Linked DNA regions of Rattus norvegicus: region 2 is linked to region 1. Evidence: chromatin contacts called from public Hi-C data. All regions are on one chromosome and are shown on one strand. The core of a region is the stretch at or near the end of the contact, and the rest is flanking DNA. Distances in the headings are between cores, read along the strand shown. Region 1 holds the start of H2ac4 (H2A clustered histone 4). Region 2 holds the start of Zkscan3 (zinc finger with KRAB and SCAN domains 3).

What was found. Hi-C and Micro-C count contacts between places; a contact is called where the count stands out from the background.
Region 2: a Hi-C map of kidney shows a contact between it and region 1, with 4 times the contacts expected there. The contact joins the promoter of Zkscan3 here to the promoter of H2ac4 in region 1. A contact is called at or near these places in 3 of 12 Hi-C or Micro-C datasets (Schwann cells, kidney and liver).

Annotation. Positions count from the first base shown.
Region 1 is chr17:47,494,435-47,498,930 of GRCr8, reverse strand. H2ac4 (H2A clustered histone 4) reads left to right here and starts at 2,804. Exons shown (of 1, transcript NM_001109423.2): 1 at 2,804-3,307. The coding sequence starts at 2,846. The coding sequence ends at 3,238. H4cl3 (histone H4C like 3) reads left to right here and starts at 4,043. Exons shown (of 3, transcript XM_008771773.4): 1 at 4,043-4,425. The coding sequence starts at 4,097. It also overlaps the pseudogene H2bc12l-ps1.
Region 2 is chr17:47,910,978-47,915,307 of GRCr8, reverse strand. Zkscan3 (zinc finger with KRAB and SCAN domains 3) reads right to left here and starts at 2,367. Exons shown (of 6, transcript NM_001012053.2): 1 at 2,338-2,367.

The sequences.
Region 1 (4,496 bases), core at 1,555-4,054:
TCCTGGGTCCAGAAATCTTTTTTCATATCCAGATTTCCAACTTTGAGATTAGAAAACAATAGACAACTTTGTTTGTTTGGCCTGGGTCATATTCTAAATGTTTGTTAAGTGCCAATACAAAAGATCTAGACTGTTTCACATTGAAATGCATATCTTCTTCAAAACTGGAAGACTCAGCCAGTAAAACTGTGTTGTGCAGGAACATGCTGAGCATTTCCACTCCCCAGCTCCTGTCAGTTTCCACCAGTTTTATGAACATGTATGTGCTGTAATTATTCTTACAACAGAGCTAAGACACTACTGAAATGTGTTTTGGTCTTTATTGAAAGATGAATGTTAAAATAATGGACGCTAAAGAATTAAGATTTCCTCCAGGAGGACTAGAGAGATGGCTCGGCCATCAAACGACTAGGCTCATAACTAAAAATATAAGATGTTCTCCAGGAATTTCAAGATGTGGAAGGGAAAGGCTAACATCCGGACCCCAGAAGTTTTCAGAGCATGACAACCTAACTTGCCAAGAACTCAACATCTTTTGTCCTGTGTTTCTCTCTATGGTTTCTATAAAATTGTAGCATGGCCATAGGAAAAGTAGAGAGTGCACAGGAACTTTTAGCTCTTCAGTTCTCTCCTGTTAGTCTACTTTCCTTTACTCATTTCTAATTTCTTTCAAAATTTGGGGAAACTAGAGTGGTAGGACTAGGTGCCTAAGTATCTCAAAACACTATCAAAAAATTAAAAAAGAATACAATGCAGAAGGACTTCAAGAAAATGAGTAGAAATGAGACATGGTTTCACATGTCCAATAACCCTCGGACCCCTGTGAGCAACTGACATAAACTGTCTTAGAAAATCTTCGGTTGTCGTTTTTCCTATAATTTTAACAAAATGCAGACTTTTAAAATGAGAATGTGAAATAATAGCAGGTTGAAATAAAATATGGTGTTAAGTGTGGTGACAGATTAAAGTGTTCTCAGTGTTCTCCCCACTTGGAGAGCACATGGTCAGGTCTTCTCTGCGATATGATTGTATTTGGAGACAGGATCTTCAAGGAGCTAATTCACAGGCTGGAGCTGCAGGTCAGTGACTGCCCACTTGCCTAGTAACTTGCCTTCAGTCCACTTCCATTAAGAAAGGTCCTAAGAGTGAAGCCCTTACTAGAGAGACACAGAGCTGAATAGGTAGGGCACAACATGAAGGCAGACACCTGCCAAGTCTGAGAGAGAGACCTCAGGAGAAGCCATATCATGTCTACCTGCTCATGACTTCAAGAAAATATCTATTGCCTATGTTATGTTTCCTATGCAACCCTGTCACTCTAATGTTTTAATAATACATTTGGGTATGATGAAACACTGGAAAATGTCAAAGAAGAAATTATTGACAGAAATCGAAAACTATAAATCATGTCTCTAATATTTTCAATTATTTTATAATGTCTTAATTTGATTTTGTGTAGTTTTCTGACTAGACTCTCCCTCTATGTTCACAGGTCTCATCTGTCTTGCCTCGGCTCCTTCAGTCATGGTCCGGTGACTCTTGAGAAGTTAATGTAACTCTTATAACGTTACCAGGAAAAAAAAAAAACACTAACACTATTGAAACTCACTGGTCACAGGATAATGAAGCATTTCTAGACTGGATTTAAAAAAAACAAGGCCATGGGTTTGTGATTCTGTTGTTGCCACAAGATGGCAGAAAAGAGCGGCACATTTCAGAACACTGCAAAATTAGGCTAATCCTTAGATATCCCTCACCTGTCCTGTTTTAATTGCACGCTGGAAGTCTTCATGCAGGGGCACTGCGGTCATCTACAAAACATGACTTACTGGACAAAGTAGATGAGGTAACGGAGAACATTAACATCATGAATCAAAAATGAATTTTGGGGCTGTCGGGATTGTGGAGTTGCACTACCTGGGTGGTGCATGGAAGCCCCACAAATATTGGGAGCTAACCGGCGCTTTTAATTCACCTCCAACTCCAAACTCAGGTGAATTAAAATGCAGTTTTCCTTCCTGCTGCTCAAAGACCCAGATCCTCCAAACTCACTTCCTTTGTTACCCTACAAGGCTAAAGAACTGCCTTAAATAACACGTGCTGCAGTTATCCCTTAGGAAATTTGTGGGTGGCCTTTGGGTTTGTTGTGAGCGCCCGCGCTCACTTGTAGCTGGTCTACTTGGTGACGGCCTTGGTGCCCTCGGACACCGCCTGCTTGGCCAGCTCCCCGAGTAGTAGCAGGCGCACGGCCGTCTGGACCTCCCGGGACGTGATGGTCGAGCGCTTGTTGTAATGAGGCAGGCGCGACGCCTCGCCCGCGATGGCTCGAAGATGTCGTTCACGAACGAGTTCATAAATGCCCATGGCCTTAGAAGAGATGCCAGTGTCCGGGTGCACTTGCTTAAGCACCTTGTACACGTACACCGAGTAGCTCTCCTTGGGGCTGCGCTTGCGCTTCTAGCCGTCCTTCTTCAGCGCCTTGGTCACGGCCTTCTTGGAGCCCTTCTCTTCGGGCCGGGGGAGGACTTCGCGGGTTCAGGAATGGCGAAAAAAAACAACCAACCAAAAGGAAATAGAACCGAACAACTGTACTGTCTCTGCACAGGCTGATTTTAAAGAAACTTGTGGCTTTGGTTAGCGCGAACTAGCAATCGTCATCCACTAAATACCCAATCATAGCAAGGGTTTGTCAAACCAACTGTGTTATTGGTCTAGGTGAATAGTTCCATGTAACCAATGAAATTGCTACTTTTTCACGCCCTGCGTTGAGTATAAATGGCAAAGCATAGCTGTGTCATCTCTCACTGAGTATCCTTCAGTGGATTCTACCTTCCAGCTCTCTACAATGACTGGACGTGGTAAACAAGGTGGTAAGGCTCGTGCCAAGGCCAAGACCCGCTCCTCCCGGGCCGGCCTACAGTTCCCCGTGGGTCGTGTGCACCGTCTGCTCCGCAAGGGCAACTACTCGGAACGGGTGGGCGCCGGCGCCCCGGTGTACCTGGCGGCCGTGCTGGAGTACCTGACGGCCGAGATCTTGGAGCTGGCGGGCAACGCGGCGAGGGACAACAAGAAGACGCGTATCATCCCGCGCCACCTGCAGCTGGCCATCCGCAACGACGAGGAGCTCAACAAGCTGCTGGGCCGCGTGACCATCGCACAGGGCGGTGTCCTGCCCAACATCCAGGCGGTGCTGCTGCCCAAGAAGACCGAGAGCCACCACAAAGCTAAGGGAAAGTGAGACCCTTTATACAAAGCACTATCACCAAAGGCTCTTTTCAGAGCCACTCACTTTCTCCAAAAAGAATTGGACGCTGCCAAAAATGTTGAATTGTAGGAATTTTTGTGTTTTGCCCCGTCATTAATTTTTGAAAACAATTTTACCTCGGTTGTATCAAGGGTTTCTTTTCCCCATACATATAAGCTAAATATTCTTTGTGTAGTTCCTAGGGCTCCTGGAAGAATTCTCTGGCCCAGTAGTACACAAAAGCAGACCCACCCTTTAGTTCGAGGTCTCTACTCTGCAGGGTGAATCCCAAGACAGGACTACACAACGAATTGTCTCGAGAAGTGTTCCTTTTACACTTGGAAGAGCACACACTAGAAAACAACTAATCACTGTACAATTCTCACCTTAATACTGCTTACGTGCATGATTGACAAGTCCTTATTGCCATTTGACAAGTACAAGATCAGCTAAGGGTGTTAAATCATTTGGTTACCATCACAGCTAATAACGTTTCCACTAGACCTCCCCACCTCGCTCTGCAAATCCCAAGGGGTCAATACCTATCTTGTAGGTATCTTACTACACATCTTTCCATATAATCTAAAACAGGAAAAAATGTAGGAAAAGTGCTTTTAATAAACAATACATTGATCTCCACGATTATTCAGCGGGATTTCCTTTTCAATGAGGAAATTGCACACTTGCTTAAACACAAACCCTCATCAGACTCAGAAAACAAAAGAACTCACCAGCCAATTATGTTGTTCCTGCAGCTATTTTGACCAATCAGAATCCAGCCGCCTGTATAAATGTGGCCGTGAAGCTTTTTCTTTTCTCCTTTCACTTTCCTTTGGGAGGTCAAGACATACTATGGCTCGTACTAAGCAGACCGCTCGCAAGTCCACCGGTGGCAAGGCCCCGCGCAAGCAACTGGCTACCAAGGCCGCCCGCAAGAGCGCTCCAGCCACCGGCGGCGTTAAGAAGCCCCACCGCTACCGTCCTGGCACCGTGGCTCTGCGCGAGATCAGGCGCTACCAAAAGTCGACCGAGTTGCTGATCCGCAAGCTCCCATTCCAGCGCTTGGTACGTGAAATCGCTCAGGACTTCAAGACTGACCTGCGTTTCCAGAGCTCGGCGGTCATGGCCCTGCAGGAGGCCTGTGAGGCCTACCTTGTGGGTCTGTTTGAGGACACCAACCTGTGCGCCATCCACGCCAAGCGTGTGACCATCATGCCCAAGGATATCCAGCTTGCCCGCCGCATTCGAGGGG
Region 2 (4,330 bases), core at 1,118-3,617, 420 kb before region 1:
GTAAACCTAAATTTAATCAAGCCTCTAGATTCATGAACTCATGTACAGGTAAAAACACAAAAACAAATTAAAAGTATTAAAGTTATACTATGCAACAGAACCACTGGGAAACTTTTAAAGCCTCCTAATAGTTGAGTAGCCAAGGTGAACTGAACCAGTGGGTCACAGGCTTCTGTATCTGAGAACTTACTGTGTGATCCAAAGTGCAACCAAATTTGAGAACTAAGAAGCTAAAGATAAGATTTTCCTTTCAAAGTATCAGTAGAATAAAGCAACTGATGTGAGAATAATGAAAACCAAGTTCTCCCACAAATAAATGTTACTTTTAAAGAGAAAGCAAAGGGAAGGTGGACTATCAAGGGACAGCGACTCTATACATACTACGTAGTTTAAATATAGTATGTTTTAACTATAAAAAGATACCTGTGGGTCAATCAGGAAAGTATGAATGCAATATTAAGGAATTACTGTCAATTTGGCTCACGATAGTATGTCTAAATTAAAGTTCCTACTTTATAACACTGCTGTGCCTACAGATGAAAGGATTTGATGTCTTGGCCTCTAGTTTTCTGTAAAAAGAATGAAAGGAAGAAAGGGGAAGAAAAGCAGGAAAAGAAAGGAAAAGGGAGGTAGATGGGGACAGATGGAGGAAAGGGAAGAAAAGGGGAAAGGCAGGTAAGTCATGACTGAAGACGATTAAAAGTTTATGGCTGAATGGTGGGCCTACTATTACAGGTGAAATGAAGTTTCTCTCTGACTTACATTTAAACCTTTACTAATGTAATTTTAAATAGTAGACAAAATCCTATCTTCTTTCTTTCCTGAGTACAGTCCAAAGCATTTTGTTGGGGCCAAGGGAGGTAAGAGTAGATCTGAGGCTGAAAGGGAGTGGTGCTGTTGGGAGAAGCTGTAGGGAGAAAAATGAACACTGATACATTTTTAACAATCATTTCATGCACTCACGTTTCATCAGCCCTCCCATCTGGAGTCTCACTAACTGGGCAGAGTACAAAGGTACAGGATCAGAAGATTGTTTACCAACACAAGCATTTGCCAAATAAGTAAACCAAAGACAAGGTTTTTGTTTTTGTTTTTGTTTTTTGTTAAGTTACAAATAGACAAAAGAATGCTCCAGGGATCCCTGTACACCCTGAGGAGGTTAAAGACCCAAATTTCTTAAGAAAAAGAAGGAAGATGAAAGGATTTTCAAAGATCCCAAGGGCATCAACTCAATGACAATGGTCAACTGTATATGGTCAATATTAGCTTTAAACACCTGTAAAAAGAACAAAGGATGTTAGTGTGAACTCGGTTTCAGATCTATTGATCTCTAATCTACCACTGATCTACCTATCATCAGTCATATCTATCAACCATCCATGTGATTCTCAAGCTGGTGAGGATTCTTGCTGAGGGTCAGAAAGCTGGCAGGTTCGCAGCACCGAGCAAAACAGCAATGTCTGCTTACACCAGGGTCCTTATCCTTCTTCACTGTTAGATGCTCCTCCTGTTTCTCAAGCTCTTCCTCCCACTAAAAAAATAAAAATAAAATAAAAAAGGCATCCCCAAGATTTTAAAATTCTGTGAGTCTGAGCATCACAAGACACTACACAAAACAAAGTCTTTGCTGTGGGATAGGATCTTTTCCAGAATGTTTTATTTCCCCTCCTAAAATACAGAAGTCAGTCATTAAAAGAGAACTGGTAAATAGCTTTAAGATTCAAAAGACAACAGACAGTACCAAGGCTAATCAACGCAGAGAAAGTGCTGTCCTAGTTAGAAATAGCAACAGTAATAATAACAGCTATCTTAAAACACTGTGCAGATTACCCCGTGCCTGGTACTATTTTAAGCACCTCTGCACAAATGAAGCCATTTACTCCTCACAACAATCCAGTAAGTTAGACGATATTATTATCCCCTAAAATAGCAGAACACCGAAAGGTTAAGGGACTGGGAGAAGTCACCAAGTAGCAGAGGCCACATTCGACCAGGCAACCCGATTTCAAAGTTCTGGCTCTCTTCCAGTACCCCAGAATAAAGACCTTGGAACTGACCTTGTCTCCAGGAAAAGCAAAACTGTGACGTCTCCCATTTTCAAAGCTTAAGTACAAGACCCGAGAATCCCATCGCCAAACGCCCTGAGACTGACCAGACACCCGGAACCGGCCTGAGGCGAGGCGCCCGAGGCCCTGTCCGGCGCTCGGCCCAAGTAGCCACCGATTTTATTTTCCCGGAGCCATTAGGCCGCGGAGGAAGAGGTTTTGTCCCATCCCCACCACCCGCAAGCAGCCGGCCCCCGCGGGAGGACCGTAACAGGAGGGAACCCGAACCCACCCGCGAACGCAGCACCTCGTAGCACCCCGCAGTCACAAAAGTGTCGAAAGTCCGACCCCGGGGGGCGGGGCACAGAGCACTTCCGGCTTCTCTAGGCACCAGCGACACTCTATGATTCGCCTTCCCCCCCCCTTTCTCTCTATCCTCCACCCCCATTTCGTGGTTGCTTCGTAAAAAGACTTTTAAAAGTAGACTCACATCACTTTCTCTCCTCCTTTTATTTCCTCCAATCTGTCCCCTCCTCTTCGTGGTTGCTTCGTAAAAAGAGTTTTAAAAAGAAAAATTTTTAACTGAAGTAGAATTATATCACTTTCCCTCCTCCTTTTCCTCCCTCCAGTCTTTTCCCCTACCCTCACTCTCAAGCTGATAGTCTTTTTTCTTTATTATTGCTATATTCAGGTGTGTGGGTGTGCACGAGCAATATATATATACACACACACACATATATATGTATGTATATATTCGTATATATTCTACTGGCTAAGTTGTTTTTATTGTTGTTTGTGTGTATATGATTTCAAGGTTTCAAAGCTGCATTGGACAACTAATAAGAGGGCTCACCCCAGGAAGAGACTAATTCTCTATTTCCCAGCAGTCAGAAGTTGCCAGTAGTTCTTTGGTTTGGTGTGGCCCCCTGTGAAATTTTATCCCCTTTCAAATTAATGATATTGACATTGCCTATTGATATTGCATTATTTCAGTCTTGTTATGCAGTCACTTCTCGGAGGCACTGGTTCACAGTTGGCTTCCTTGGATTCTGGTTCTTACAATCTGTTTTTGCCTCTTCTTCTTCCGTGTCCTCTGAGCCATAGATGCAGGAGACATGATGTAGATGTATCTTTTGAGGCTGGGACCTCCATGAGCTGTCGATCCAGATGGGTTTTTAGTGATGGTCTCTGTTTGTTGTAAAGAGAGGCATCTCGGATCAGTGGTGGTAGCTACATTATCCAGGAAAGATGACGCTAGCACCAAGAGACTTTCAAAACGTGATTTTTTTTTTCAAGGACAACTAAAGGAAGATAGCAAAAGAATGAGTCCTTGTATAGTTTGACATCTCTATAATGTCAAGAAAAAGGAAAATTATATTTGCTGTATCATCACAAAGAAGTCCTAGGGAAATGAATAAAAAAATGTTTGTTTAGAAACTGAATGAAAAAGAAATAAAAGTGAGGGAAATGTTTTTTAAAATTTACTAATTGCACTTTTTTTTTCATTTTTTATGCCTAACCATTTATTTTTGTCCAAAAATAGTGAAATTATATATTTCAAATTCCAAATGTAAATGGCTATGAACTAGCAGTGCTCTACTTTCTTCCTCATTTTTTCTCCCCTATCCACCCACCCACTCCCTCCCACCTCCCCACCCTGACATTCCCCTACACTGGGGCATCAAGCCTTGACAGGACCAAGGGCTTCTCCTCCCACTGATGCCCATCAAGGCCATACTCTGCTACATGTATGGCTACAGCCATAGGTCCATCCCTATGTACTCTTGGGATGGTAATTTAGTCCCTAGGAGCACTGGGGTGGGGGTCTGGTTGGTTGATATTGTTGATCTTATGGGGTTGCAAACCCCTTCAGCTCCTTCAGTCCGTTCTCTAACTCCTCCACTGGGGACTCCGTTCTCAGTTCAATGGTTGGCTGCTAGCATTAGTCTCTGTGTTTGTAAGGATCTAACCAAGCCTCAGGAGACAGCTATATCAGGCTCTCGTCAGCATGCACTTCTTGGATCAGCAATATTGTCTGGGTTTGGTGTCAGTATATGGGATGGATCCCCAGGTGGGGCACTCTCTGGATGACCTTTCCTAATGACACTTTCTAATTAAAATATTAAGTATAAATAAATAGGACCATTCTGAATGACTTTTATAGAAAATCCAAGATAATTTAATCTTCAACTTATACTTAACAAATTTAGCAAAGCTACTAAATTTTCAAAATTGATATTGATAACAAGCACAAATAACGAACATTGATTTCATAACAAGCACAA